Linked DNA regions of Ovis aries: region 1 is linked to region 2. A link is a contact called in public Hi-C data. All regions are on one chromosome and are shown on one strand. Each heading gives the region's core, a stretch centred on a gene start, on an enhancer-like site or on the middle of the called end of the contact. The rest is flanking DNA. Distances are from core to core; before and after follow the strand shown. Region 1 has its middle 17 kb from the start of PSD2. Region 2 overlaps DNAJC18 (DnaJ heat shock protein family (Hsp40) member C18).

Region 1 (6,736 bases), core at 1,630-4,129, 260 kb after region 2:
CCCCCAACTGTAAAGACCCAAGGTGGGGGTCATTTTGTCTTTCTGAGCCTCCGTGTCCTTATCTGCAGACTAGAGGTAATAATAATAAGCACTTAATAATTGTTATCTATCGTTAGTATAAGGATCAGACTGCATGATGAGATCACAGGAGAGTTGGCCACTTGTCACCCTCTCCTGGCCTGACCCCTGAGTTACCTATTTGGAGTGTTCAAGAGGGGAGGGGCAACCGCCTGCAGACAGAGCTGCAGTCGGAAAAGCCAGGCTGCGGGGGTGGGGTGGGGGTGGTGGTGTCAGGCCCCTCCCACCTGAGCTGCCTCTCTTCCAGGGAGGTGGGGCGGGGTAGGGGGGGGCGCTCGGGAAGCTGGCTGGGAGGTGGTGGAGCGGTGGCGGGAGAGACGCGAGCAAAGGTTGGGAGAGATGGCCTGGGGGGAGAGCGGCTGAGTCGCTGGGGAGGGAGGGAGGGAGGCCGTCGCGCTATAAATACCTCCCAGGTAACAGGACCTGTAAATGAAGGGAGGGAATTAGTCACATTCCGCGGCGCCTCGGAGAGAGGACAGGGAGCAATGACCTGAATCCATGGAAGGGAAAAAATTAGGCTAACCTTGGCAGGGGGTGGTTAGGGCTGGATGATGTGCCTTGTCGGAGAGGTGCCCCAACGGAATCTGCCGGACGGGCCACGGAGTACCAGCCGTGAAGGAGGGGTAGTTTGTCCGCTCTGTGCCCCGGTGTGCGAGGGGCTCTTTTCTTCTCAAGGATTCCCTGGCTTCTCTCAGAAACTCAAACCCAGTCCTCTGGGAAGTCCTTCCAGAGCTCTAGCCCTGGTCTCTCATGTCACTCACTTGCTGCCCTCCCGAAGCGCTCGCTTTCCCTGAAGCCTCCACATTATCATGTATTTCGCTCTGCGGGGTCACTCCCCGGATTCAGGCAGAGGAATCTGCGTGGGAAGGGAAGAAGGAGGTGTCCTGCTTCCTAACTGGACCCCACTGCCAGGGGCCTGGATCCTTGTCCCTTGTGGGGTGATGACCGTAGTTTGCTCCCCGATCTTCCAGCTTCACCCCACTCTGGACCAGGCCCCCCACCCATGGTTGCCAGAGCAAGAGTCAGTGACCCGCCCTCCCTTGCTCACACCTTCCTCCTCCTCTAGGAGTGGAGTCCAGGCCCCTCAGCCTGGCACACCCAGGCCGCCCAGATCAGCCTCCCAGCAGCTTTCTAACCACATACTCGGCCCTTGCTCTCCCTCCCACCCAGCCTGCCACTCTAAATTCACCAGGTGTTTGCTCTGGGTGTCATTTTGGCCAAGGATGCCTCCTCTTGCTCTGCCTGGTAGATCTGCGTTTTCTCCGGGGCCTCCTAGTCTAAAATTCTCCCCGCAACCTCCGCAGCTGAGTGGGGAACTACTATGCCGTGGAAACATTTCTGGCAGGGGTCCTGTGGGGAAGTGGTTAGGGTCCATACTATGTGGCCTTGGGTGAATAAGTTCTTGTGCCTCGGTTTCCTTATCTTTAAAAAAGGGTTCTCACAGTGCTTTCCAAGGGTCCTACAGTTTGGGTGAGGTGCTGCATGAGGAGGGCTTAGCGCAGTCAGCGGGTGGCTGTTGTTGGGGTTACAGTATCGATCGCGTGTTTCTGTGTCTGCTTCCTCTGTGGGCTGTGAGATGGGGAGGGAGGGGTGGCGGCGCTGCGTCCCCGTGTGACTCGTCGCAGCAGCCGCAGTGGCCATCTCGCGCCTGGCACTGAGACGGTCGGCAAATGTTTGCTGAATTAATGAGTAGGGGCTGCAGGGCGGGCTTGGGCTGCAGTTCCGCCTGGGCTGCTGCAGCTGGGGCGCCTGGGTACATGTGTGAGCTGTGGGAGGACGAGTGAGGGTTATCTGTGGGTGGGGGATTCGTATCCGTGTCCCAGGGGTCTGGCGGCGCCGTGGGCAGCCTGGCGCGCCCGATCCCTGGGGTCCCCGCCGAGCGCCTGCCTGGCTGCGGGACCCCGTTGCCAGGAGCAGTCAGGATGCGGCAGCGTCTCCATGGCAACGCGGCATCTCGAGCCGCGCGCCGCCCTCCCCCGGCGCCCCGCAGTGGGCAGGAGGCCGAGCCTGGCAGCCCCTCCCGGCCCAGCAGCCAGCAAGCTGGGCCAGGAGGCCGAAGCCTGGTGGGAGGGATTGGGGAGGGGGTTCCTTATTTTTCTAGAGATGAGGGGCTGACCTGCCTTTACTTCCCTCTCCATCTGGGGGAGGTAGACAACAGGAGGGTTCTGTCCTGGGTCCATGTGCAGTATTCCCTCACCTCCCCTACTCTAGCCAGGAAGTCAGGAACAGGTTCTGGTCAGAACAGGAGACACTCACGGGCCAAGGGAGATCTCTGATCGAAGTCCATGCTGTGAAAATGGTACAATGATCCAGGCTCTAGCGGCTGTTTAAAGGGGGCACTGAGATACTGCTGGGGAAGTGCCATCCTGTCCAGGGTATGAGTACAAGACCAGTGACTTCCAGTACACCTAGTGTCTACCAGTATCCCCAGTTCTCACCAGCAATGCACATATCCCCAGTACCCTGAAGAAACAAACTCAGTGCTTCCCACTGTGGGCTCAGGTCCCACCCAGTGTCTTTGGCACTCACCTGGTATCTTCCCAGAGTGAGTATTTCCTGGGATCCTGGCAGTAAATCCTTCCAGTGTTTCCAAGTACCCACTTGACACCTCCAGTTGGTATCCATTAGCCCCCTATGTTTACTTAGTATTTTCAAATATCCATCCAGCTCCCTCCCCATTTCTACCCAGTAACTATGTGGTGCCTTCCTTTCAGTTTAGTCTTGGTGCCCCCCTCAATATCCACCAGGGACGACCCACTGGTCCAGGTACCTGCCTAGTGGCCCCTAGTGCCCTCCTCGTATCCAGCCAGTACCCTACAATCAGTACCTTAACAGTACTCCTATTCACTCAGTGCTAAGCACCACAACCCAGTAAACTCCCACTGTGCACCACTGTCTGCTGCTGCTAAATCTCCCTTTCCTTCTTATCTGCGCCTCCTCCCCACTCTATCCCCAGGGCCAAACTCCGCCAGGCTGCAGTGCTGTCGGTGGCCAGGAGGGGACGCGCGTTTGGTCAGCCAAAGACCGAAGCGCGGGGCGCGGCCCGGGTGGAGGTCGAGGGGCTGCATCCCAGGTCTTTGTCTTCCGAGCCTCAGTCCGCGCCCAGGATGGGGCTGCATTTCAGGGAATTCTTCCGGGAGTGACCGCACCCCTACGCTTATCCTCTGTTAGCTGGGTCCGCCGCCGCCGCCGTCGTGCTTATGGCTCTGGGAGGGGGCGCGTGCCCTCTGGTGGCCATGGCGCAGCACTGCTCCCTGAGCTGCTGCACGGGGACAAGGCGGTGCGTTCCTTCTCTTCATCCTTCCAATATCTTAAGTTTATTGGGTCTGTCCGGGTGTTGGCACGCGGAGGGTTGGTGGTTGGAGGGTTGGGGTTGTTGGCAATCCAGGCGCCTCTCTGGTGGCAAGGCAGAGGGACTGGAGCCTGGGATAAGGGAGAGCATTGGCTAGGGAGCTTGGGACTGGTGGTGGGAGGGGAAGTGCTGAATTGGCTAAGAAATGGATCTCTATTCAAGGATTCAGCAGTTTGGGTTTTTATCCAGGGTGCACTGCCTGCAGAAGGACTGGGGAGTGGGTGGGCCCGGGGTAGGGTGGTAGGGTGAGGCAGCTTTATTCCAGGCCTGGCAGCTCCTGCCTGGCCCTAAAGCCTTAGCCATGGGATCCCCATCATCGACCCACCTACTTCTGAATGAGGCCATTATTGCGTCTGCCCACCTGCCAGTCCTCAGTCCCCTGCCCACCAGCCTAGACTACTTCCCCAGTCTTTGGCAGAACCGGGTTGCCCTTTCCTTCTCCCGTTTTGTGAGGTTTTCTCTCTGCTGTGTATTGGGAAAATAGATGGAGTTATAGCAGGTAGGACCCAAGTTAGATTCCTACAGTCTGTCCTTGATTTGGGTGACCTTGGTCTGTAGGACCATCTGGGATCTGGTCTGGCATCAGGACAGCACTCAGCTAGCTACCTCTCATCTGGTGTGGGAAATGGCACCCTACTCCAGTATTCTTGCTGGGGAAATCCCATGGACAGAGGAACCTGGTGGCCTCCATGGGGTCACAAAAAATCGGACATGACTGAGCACATTCGCACACACAGGGCAGAAGAAGGAAGGTTTCCCAGTGGAGGAGTTATCTAGACTGGGTGCTGAAGGATGTAAAGAGCTCCCATCAGCGCTGTTGCTAGAACCCTATAGACACACTGGAAGGGAAGGAAGTTGCTGAGAAGCACAGTGCCAACCTCATTTAAAAAAAAAAAAAAAAATCTTGTATCTTCCAATGGAGGCTTCCCAGGTGGCCATTGGTAAAGAATCCGCCTGCCAAGTAGGAGATGGGGGTTCGATTCCCTGGTCAGAAAGATTCCCTGGAGGAGGAAATGACAGTGCATTCCAGCATTCTTGCCTGAGAAATCCTGTGGACAGAGGAGCCTGGTGGGCTACAGTCTGTGGGGTCACAAAGAGTCAGACATGCAAAGCATGCATACACACAGCCTCTGCTCAATGGATTAGTGAGTTCCCTTAGATTTATAGGTCCTTAGAGATGCCTTCTCCATCTTCTTCCTCCTTGTGTGGATGGGGAGACTGAGGCACCCAGCAGGTAAAGAATTATTCCAGAATCACCAAGAATGGATGGGTGGGAGGGCGGGTCCCAAGACGGCAGAGGAACAGGATGGGGAGACCACTTTCTCCCCACAAATCCGTGGAAAGATCATCTGCGTGTGGAGCAACTTCCGCAGGAATGGAGGAGTGGGTGGCTGAGCAGTGAGGTCATGAAGACCACTGGTCTGGTCTGGGTTTGGGCTCAGTTTTGAGACTTTCTGAAGGTGCTTGGGCAAGTCATTTCTTTCTTCCTGAGCCTTAGTTTCCTCACTTATAAAATGAAGATTTAAAACCTCTGTCTACTTCCCAGGATAGTTATAAGGATTAAATAGGATGAGGATGATGTTGGGGAGATAATGATCAGAGGTGCTGTCAGCTGAGCGCTTTCTTTGAGCCAAGTGAGATCCTAGAGGTTGACCCAGGCTCTGGGCTTTCCTGAGGAGGAGCTCGGTAATAAGCAACTCACAGGCAGAGTGACAAAGCCCCTCCCAAGCCTCCAGGATGCGCTTCAGGGCTCCTCTGGCTGTGCTCTGGCTGGAGGCAGAGGGAGGGACAAGATGACCTTGGGCTGTCCCCCTTGCAGAGCTCTCCTGTTCCCTAGGCCTGGATCAGATTTCCGGCCCCAGGGGAGGGCAGAGGGGGCTAGTTGATGGAGGAAGCATGTGTCCTGGCCTGGCAGCTGGACCTGGGGGCCTTGCCCTGGGTCCTGGGGCCTTTCCTGCAAAGGGAATATCCAAGAGCAGGAAGGAAGGAAGTGGGGAGGGGGAGGAAGGCGGGGGGAGGGAGAGAAAGGATGGGACAGGCCCCAGCTGGGAGTGAGTTTTCTCTGGGGCTGGTTGAGAAAAGACATCTGGACTGGCCTGGCTGAGAGGCCGTGGGTCTGGTCACCCTGGCTGGGGCTTGGATGTGGGTGAGGAGGTGGCGGGGCAGGGGGAGACCAGAAAAGAGGATGCGTCCCACCCTCTGTCTCCTCATCTGTGTCACAGGTATGAGAACACCTTCTTCCTGGGCAGGATGGGGAGTAAAACATGAAGTCTAAAATGCAAAGTGCCACAGGGGCCTGAGAGGTGCGTCATGCCTGTTTGGTCCTTCCTGCCTGGCCTGGCAGCCTGACCTGTGAGACTGCATAGACCACAGGCTTCATTCAATAACCATTATGAAGCACCTACTGTCTGAGGAGCACAGGGCCTGTGACGGTCCAGGAGAGGTGCCTGACTCAGGTCAGGAGGCAAGGGAAGGCTTCTTAGCAGAGCTGATATTCATGCCAAGACTCAAAGGATGAGTGTGAGTTTGCCAGAAAAGGGGCCTGGTGGGGAAGAAGGGTACTAAGTGCAGGGAAAGAAGAGCAGGTCTTGAGCCCAGGGTTCAGGGCGAGCAGTGCTATGGTGGCAGCAGGATGCGTGGCCAGGAGCAGAGGGAGGAGGTGAGGTGGGGTCTTGGGGCTCAGCAGTAGTGCTATGGATTTTATCCTGAGGGCACTGGGGAGCCACAGAAGGTTATAGGCAAGGGTGGCACAGTCAGAGTGGAATAAGGCCCAGTGGAGGGCACTCAGGGCGCCCACCCCTGTGCCCTCGTCTCTCACAGGCCCTCAGAGCAGCCAGGCTGGAGCTTCAGAGCCCTTGAGTAACTCCTCAGGTTTTCCCACCCCATTTCTTTGTCAGGGCTTCCTCCCCACCTGGAAATTATTTCCTTGGAGAAGCCGACACCCTCCCCTGACCATGAAGACACAGCACGGGGAGGCAGAGCAGCCCTCAGTCCCCTTTCCTTTCCAGGCCTCCTCATCAGTGGGCCAATAGGAGACAGGGTTGGTAGAATGTGTGCGAACTGAGCGAAAGAAAGACAGTTGACTTAGTTCGTGCAGTGTTCCTGCCCCTCAGGTAAGAATAAAATACACGCGCACGCACAAGCTACAAAATGCGAACAGTGAGTCTACACCTGAGTGAAATGTCCTTATATTTGCATTTAAAACTGGCCTTGCACAAGGTAAAGGTGAATGGTAAAAGTCATGCTAGTCATTAAAATTTTTAATTTTTCTTTACTTAGAATGACATTAAATAGCCGATAAGAATG
Region 2 (6,304 bases), core at 3,572-6,071:
GAATTGGTGGTGTCACCAATACTATCTATTGTTCTAAACACCAATAATTCCATTGATGTATGAGGGAACACTGGAGCAGAGGTCAAGAGCTCTGGTCTAGTCTAGTCCTAAGTGGCTCCAAGGAGTCAGGCAATATGCAGGACCTAAGAGTGCCATGGGCAAAGGTAAAAGAACAAAGGAAAAATATAAAGCCATTCTTTTAATATAAAATCATTTAATTTCTTTGTTAAAATACACTCAGTCCAGATGCTGTGGATCAGGTGACCAGATTTTTCAGGATTTTCACTCCATCATAAGCTGATTCCATCTGTGTCAAACCTGGTTCTGGTCACAGAATATTCACATCTTTAATTACAAATACTCAACGTGATGCAAATGATGTAATCAGTATCTAACACATAGGTATATAGTTTCTCAGTGGTCACTGCACGAGGTATCAATAATGCAGGCTCAAAAAATAAGATGTATAGTAAGTTGGTCCTTTCCAAAAATATATTAGGACACTAAGCTTACACCTTAAATGAATAAAAAATAAATACTAATTAAGTGCTAGCTCCTGTGAGGAACAGTGCATGCAGACAGCGAACTTGCATGTGTGGCCAATTCATAACAGAAAGCTCTGGAATCCCAACAGTGTCTCCTCACAAAGCCAGTCCTGAGTGTGAGGACATAAATGAGAATGACACATAGCTTGGCCAGGCTGCTGGATTCCACATGGGGTTTGGAGTTCAGCATAATTTCTAACAGTTTCCAACAGAAAGAATAGCAATGGTGTTTTCTTACTGGTCACTTTTCCCAAACTGTGAGGCCTAGAGCTGATCAAGGAAGTTCAGAAGCCTTCTAGTTTGAGCAGATGAACCCCAGGGTTGCTAACCTGAGGACACAGATGCCTTCAAATTGTGCTGCCCTTTGTAATGAGATGGGTTTTTATCCCACCCTCCTCACTGCTGATCATGTACTGCAGAAGACACTTCCATTCTTTTGAGAGCTTCGGTTTCTGCTTGAGCCTCAAGCCCTACTTCTTAGCCCCGTTGCCAGTCTGCATTCATGCTCATAAAAATAGTCGAGAGCTGCATGCCAAGTTCTGACAGCAAGAATAAGCCATAACTAGAAAGTTTATATATGATAAAACCTTCCAAATGATGTAGGCAAGAGGAAAACGCTTATTTTACCACCATGCAAACAACCCATCTAAAAATGCAACCCAGGAAATTATAGTTTAACAATATTCTGGACAGTACCAAATAGATTAAACTATCCTTCAATCCAAAGCACATCCTATCCCCTTGAGGAAAACCAGATGTGAGTGTTGTTGTCTATTTGGTAATAAATAAAACGGTACCATCAGTGCTATAAAAACAGACAATAGACCTGACACCTAATGAAGTGAGTTAGTATTGCCTCTATTTAGTATCATCACAGATAACTCATCTCTGCCATGAAATCCATAAAATGTGTGACTACTATTCATGGGCACCTAGAGCAGGGACTTTTAACCTGTCAAGTCAGTTTAATTATGGCCCATTTTCTAGCAGAGGTTGGGGTTGGGGAGAGTAGAGCTTTGATTTTTAAACGTATAGGAAAACAACCTTCTACAGCCCATCTGGCTCACAGGCACATTTTACCATGTAGATCCCTTCAATTACTCCAAGGGGAACAAGGAAGTCCCCCCAAACCCAGAACATAAGACCTAGTTGGGTGACAAAAATTTGGCCATCTCTGGAGCTGCTGTCCCTCCCTGGGACTGAGCAGGTGTCCCCTACCAGCTACCAAAGCCCCACTCTCTACCTCTGCACTCATCTCCTGACCCTGTGGGATGCTCCCAGGTAGAACCATACTAAATACGTCTGCTTAAACAGCTTAAATGGCTCTGCCACTGAAAGAAGAAACTCTACTTTGGAAATGAGTTTTAATGAAGACTCTCCTTGCAACAGGAACTTTTCTTCCATCCTGAAAAAAACATGGAGTGTTGACTATAGTCACCTACTGATCCTTCTAGGTTCAGATTCATGATACAATCTGGGCAACTCAATCCTGTAGCTCACCTCCACACGAAGTCCCAGAACCACACAGCCCATGCGATGGCTTCCCTCTTCCTTGTCACCAGTGGGAAGAGTTGCCTCTTTTTGTTTGGTATGATAAGTGGTGTAGTGAGGTGTGCTGAGTGGATGCAGGACTGCCATAGAAAGGATACCAGGTCCCAGGCTGGGAGGTAGTGCAGGAGGGGCATCCTTGGGAAAGCTTCTGCTTTTACCAATATGGTTAGAATCACCTGAGCAAGGGGGATGTGCACTCACTTTGTACTTGATTATCAGCCTACCATCTAGCTCTGCCACAACCAGTTGTGTGATCCAGGTCAACCATGTAGCCTCTGTGGGCCGATGGTCTCATCCATACCAGGCACTTAACAGACATTGACTACATGAGAAAAGCATCTCCTACCAACGCCAGATCCCGCCAGGCCCCAAGCCACAGACTAAGGGTCTTTCCTCTCTATCTCTAGGTCTGAGCAGCCTGGCCGGGTGGGAATGCCTCCTCTTAGGTCTGACCACTGTACCTCTATGGGGTATAGGGACTCAGCTCAGTGTGATGCTGCAAGGAAAAATGACAAAGAACATTCTCTGGGTTCTATGATGGACTAGGGAAACTGCACTGAACAGCTGAGACTCAGACTTGCTTTTTACCTTCACCACTGGCCCCTGTTTCTGTGTGTCCATTGAACTGTTTACTCAGTAACTGTTAATTTCTGGGCCCTCTGTAAGAGAGAGGGTTAAGAAAGTAAAAGGAACTGAAATCAGGTAGTTTGCTAATGCCAGTAACTGAACAGAGATTAGGCAAATGGAAAACTGTGGACAACAGTTTGCGTTTCTCTGCATTCCCCTTTGAAAATGGAAAGCTGAGTGGTTACAACAGCTGCATCTGGTGGGGAGGTGACTCTAACAGCAGGAGAGGTATAATTCTCGTTGCACATTGTAAACAACCAATGTTAAGCTGCTTTGGCTAAGCCTAGGAATGACTGGGTATCGAGACTTCACTGAAGAAGGAAGAAAATAGGAATCTGCTCTGGGATGCCGTGAACTACATTCCTAGAGGCAGGTAGGTACGGCTCAGGGGGCTGGATCTAATGCTTGGCCGTGAATTTAGATGACCTGCCCCTTGTTCCTGAAGCCAATCCCCAGGAAGGATTCTGTGATGACAAGTCTGGCTCCATGCTGAAGCGCCTCCAACTCTGCCCACCAAACAAAGTTAGCAAATTGTGAAATGTTCATCATTTCCTAATTTTGTATTATAAAATGGAATTAGGAACATAAACAGTAACATGTAGCAAAACCCCGAGCCTGCGTAGGACTATCGGCCTCTCAGCCACCTCTGCGTAGGCCAATAAGTTTGGAAAGTTTTTCACAGTTTTCAAGTTTCAGCGATTCTGCTTTCTGTTTCAATCGTTCATCTCTGTATAATCCTGCCAAATTGGTCAACTCCGACTCTGAAAGATAAAAGAGGTAACCAATTCATCAAGAGAGTTGAGCTCCTTTGTTTCACTTCAATACTTCTGGAAGCAAAGCTCCTTTTACTTTATTTAATGCTTTTTCTTTCAATTTAAGAAAAAACTCATTTACTCGAGAAACATGCATCAGGAAGCTATACCACACCAGGTGCTAAGGATTAAGGGACACCTGTGATCCTGGAGTCCGACAGTATCTGTGCTCCATTACAAAAGCACCGGACTTAGCTCTTATCAATAGAACATTTGGCACTAGACTTAGGAAACCTGCACGTGTGCAGTAAGAGGAGACTCTGTTTCAAGGCTTTCCTACGAATGGTATTCAAGTGGCAGTTGGGAGAGAATGGAGTCCGATCGCCTGTTCCTGTCATCTGAAACAAAGGCAGCTGCTTCACCCTTCCCGAGTCGCCGGAGCATAACTCACATGCGCTGCTGGACACAGAGCCCTCCTCGGGGGGCCTGCCTGCTCTAGGTGCCCAGGCTGCTGGCTGCATCCTTCATGCCCTCACCACATGGGGGGCCCCTAACTCAAAGGGCAAAGGCAGCTGGATTCTTTTAAAAGTGAAATCATCTGGATCTGGTGACCTCTATCTCCTTGACGAAATATATTTCATTTTCTCCTCATAGTGGAGAAGGTCATTCTATTTTTAACCAGAATATAATCTCTGCTGTCCTCCTGGACTCAGCAGCGGTTTGGCGACCTCTCTTTTTTATTCTTTTGTATAGTTTCAGAGACACTCTGAGGAAGGAATGCCTGAAGAGAACCTCTAGAGACATGATGTGTATTAACAGGAAGGCATGCTTGGAGGGCCTGTGTATCTTCAACAGCAGACAGCTACTCAGTGTTTAAAGGCCCACACTTGTGAAAATGCTATTTTAATCATTCTTAAATATGCCTACTCATTCTTAATCACCTTGCTGACAGATTTTGTTTTTCTTTGTGAACGAGAGGCACCTGTCTGATTAATCAGCAAACTGACTGGAAACAGGACTTAATACTTAGCCACAGGGAACAATGAGCATTGGTTTCTGAATAAGTCTCTATCAACACAAAATACTGGCATTTCTGCTCACAATGATTCCGTTTACACCAAGTAAGGCCCAAAGTGCAGATTAAGTGCAGGACTTTAGGGTGAGGGGTGGGGATGCATGAAAACCCACCCTCTACAATAGGGGCTCAGAGCCCGGGCCCTGGCCCAGCAGTTGCTTGGCAAGCAGCAAGTCTCCTAGGCTCCAGAACAATGTGCTTTCACCCCGTGGCATGGGGCCTGCATTGCGTGCCAGCCAGAGCTTGCCTTGGCACAGGCATCCTCGCGGGTGATGCAGCTTCGTGGAGGATCATGGGCCGCACCCAAATGAGAGTCCTTGCTGCCTTGTTCCACCCAGAGCTGGGCACTGACTCCATTTGTCTGGCTGCTTTGGCATGTGGGAAACCTGTTCAAGAGGACTCTGTGGTCCTCTGGAGTCACAGCTGCACCAGTATGTAGAGCAGATTCTGTGGCTCAGCTTTTCCTTGAAGTGATTTCCTTAGGGTTTTTTTGTTACTGACCTTATCCAAATGTCTCACTGCCTGAAATCTCATTCCAGAAAACATTAACGGCTAGTGATTCTTTCTATTTTCTACACTGACAACCACTGTAATAAGCTGATGAAAGAAAATATACATGCACATATATGAATGCTTTCTCAAAACATGCTCCAAAGGTTTAGAACCCTGCTCCAGAGCAGTGACCCTGCACAAGGACAGTGTTTCAAGGAACCATGCCCCACACCCCCATGATCATGGTTGGAGAAACTTCTCTCCAGATAGCCACTGAATCCTTTTGTACTTCAATGAACAAAAGCTCAACTCAAAGAATATGTTACTTTTGACAAGTTCTGTTAATATTCAGTAACTTCTAAGGAAAAACAAAATCTTTGGCAGGGGCAGAATCCAGGGAACATTTTTTTCTTCTCTGCATAATGTTTCCCCTGCCCTGAATGCCAGTGTAATAGATGAACCAAGCATTGAGCTTTCAGAGTAAACTGACTTGGGCAAATTGCCAAGAGAAGCAAGTCCCAGAGCCTCCTCTCCCAAAATACTCTGCCCAAAAGCTCAGATGGGAGTCCTGACAGATCCCAACCACCATCATGATCCAGCCATGTGAGTCAGAGCTACATCTAGTTGAGCAAGGCCAAGCAAGGTCTGGATTCTGTTAGGATCTGGGCACTTACTATATGCTAGACACTATGCTAAGTGTTACACTCATGTCATCTTCTATAATCCATACAGCCTCTTTGGGAGGAAGTTCATTTTATCCCCATTTGAAAGCCTAAGCTCCTGCCCTCTCTGCTATCCTGCTCCAGAGCATGGACAGTTCTCCTCTGCCAGGCAGGGCTGGGGTCTCAGTCCCGCTCAGCCAGGTCCAGAGGCAGTCCTGCCTTTCATTTCGGTCTGTGCCAGCCCAGGGCCATGGCCACCTCCCCTAGCACTGGCTTTATTATCTAGATGCAGCTGTGAAGGAGTAGACAGGGCAATCAGTGTTTACACTAAAGGAGTACTCAGAAATTCACTCTGATGAAGCATTCTAAGGAAGAGCAGAGCAAAGAAATTAACAAAAGATTTTAAAAGACAATGGCTAACCTTTGCTAAAGCAGTTTCCATTCGATATTTTGCCAAGACTGAACTTTGTTCTCAAGCAGGTTTATTTTTACAACCTCCATCCATGTGCTAAATTTAACCACGTTGGCTGCACTTGCTGTTGGATCCAGAGGGCAGATGCTGCCTGTTCTCAAATGGCACTTGGGTTGTGTGGAGGCTCC

Evidence for each region. Hi-C and Micro-C count contacts between places; a contact is called where the count stands out from the background.
Region 1: a Hi-C map of hypothalamus shows a contact between it and region 2, with 6 times the contacts expected there. The contact joins two enhancer-like sites. A contact is called at or near these places in 5 of 16 Hi-C or Micro-C datasets (blood, hypothalamus, mixed tissues and 1 more).

Annotation. Positions count from the first base shown.
Region 1 is chr5:48,606,707-48,613,442 of ARS-UI_Ramb_v3.0, forward strand. No RefSeq gene overlaps it. Among named protein-coding and RNA genes, the nearest start is that of PSD2, 17 kb to the right of the region's middle. Within about 2 kb of position 2,880, at least 25 of the 54 cell types and tissues checked have an H3K27ac peak or open chromatin away from gene starts, as enhancers often do. A contact at or near this core is called in hypothalamus, where this site is marked.
Region 2 is chr5:48,345,145-48,351,448 of ARS-UI_Ramb_v3.0, forward strand. DNAJC18 (DnaJ heat shock protein family (Hsp40) member C18) reads right to left here. Exons shown (of 8, transcript XM_027970295.3): 8 at 198-3,484. The coding sequence ends at 3,360. Among named protein-coding and RNA genes, the nearest start is that of SPATA24, 7.7 kb to the left of the region's middle. Within about 2 kb of position 4,822, at least 24 of the 54 cell types and tissues checked have an H3K27ac peak or open chromatin away from gene starts, as enhancers often do. A contact at or near this core is called in hypothalamus, where this site is marked.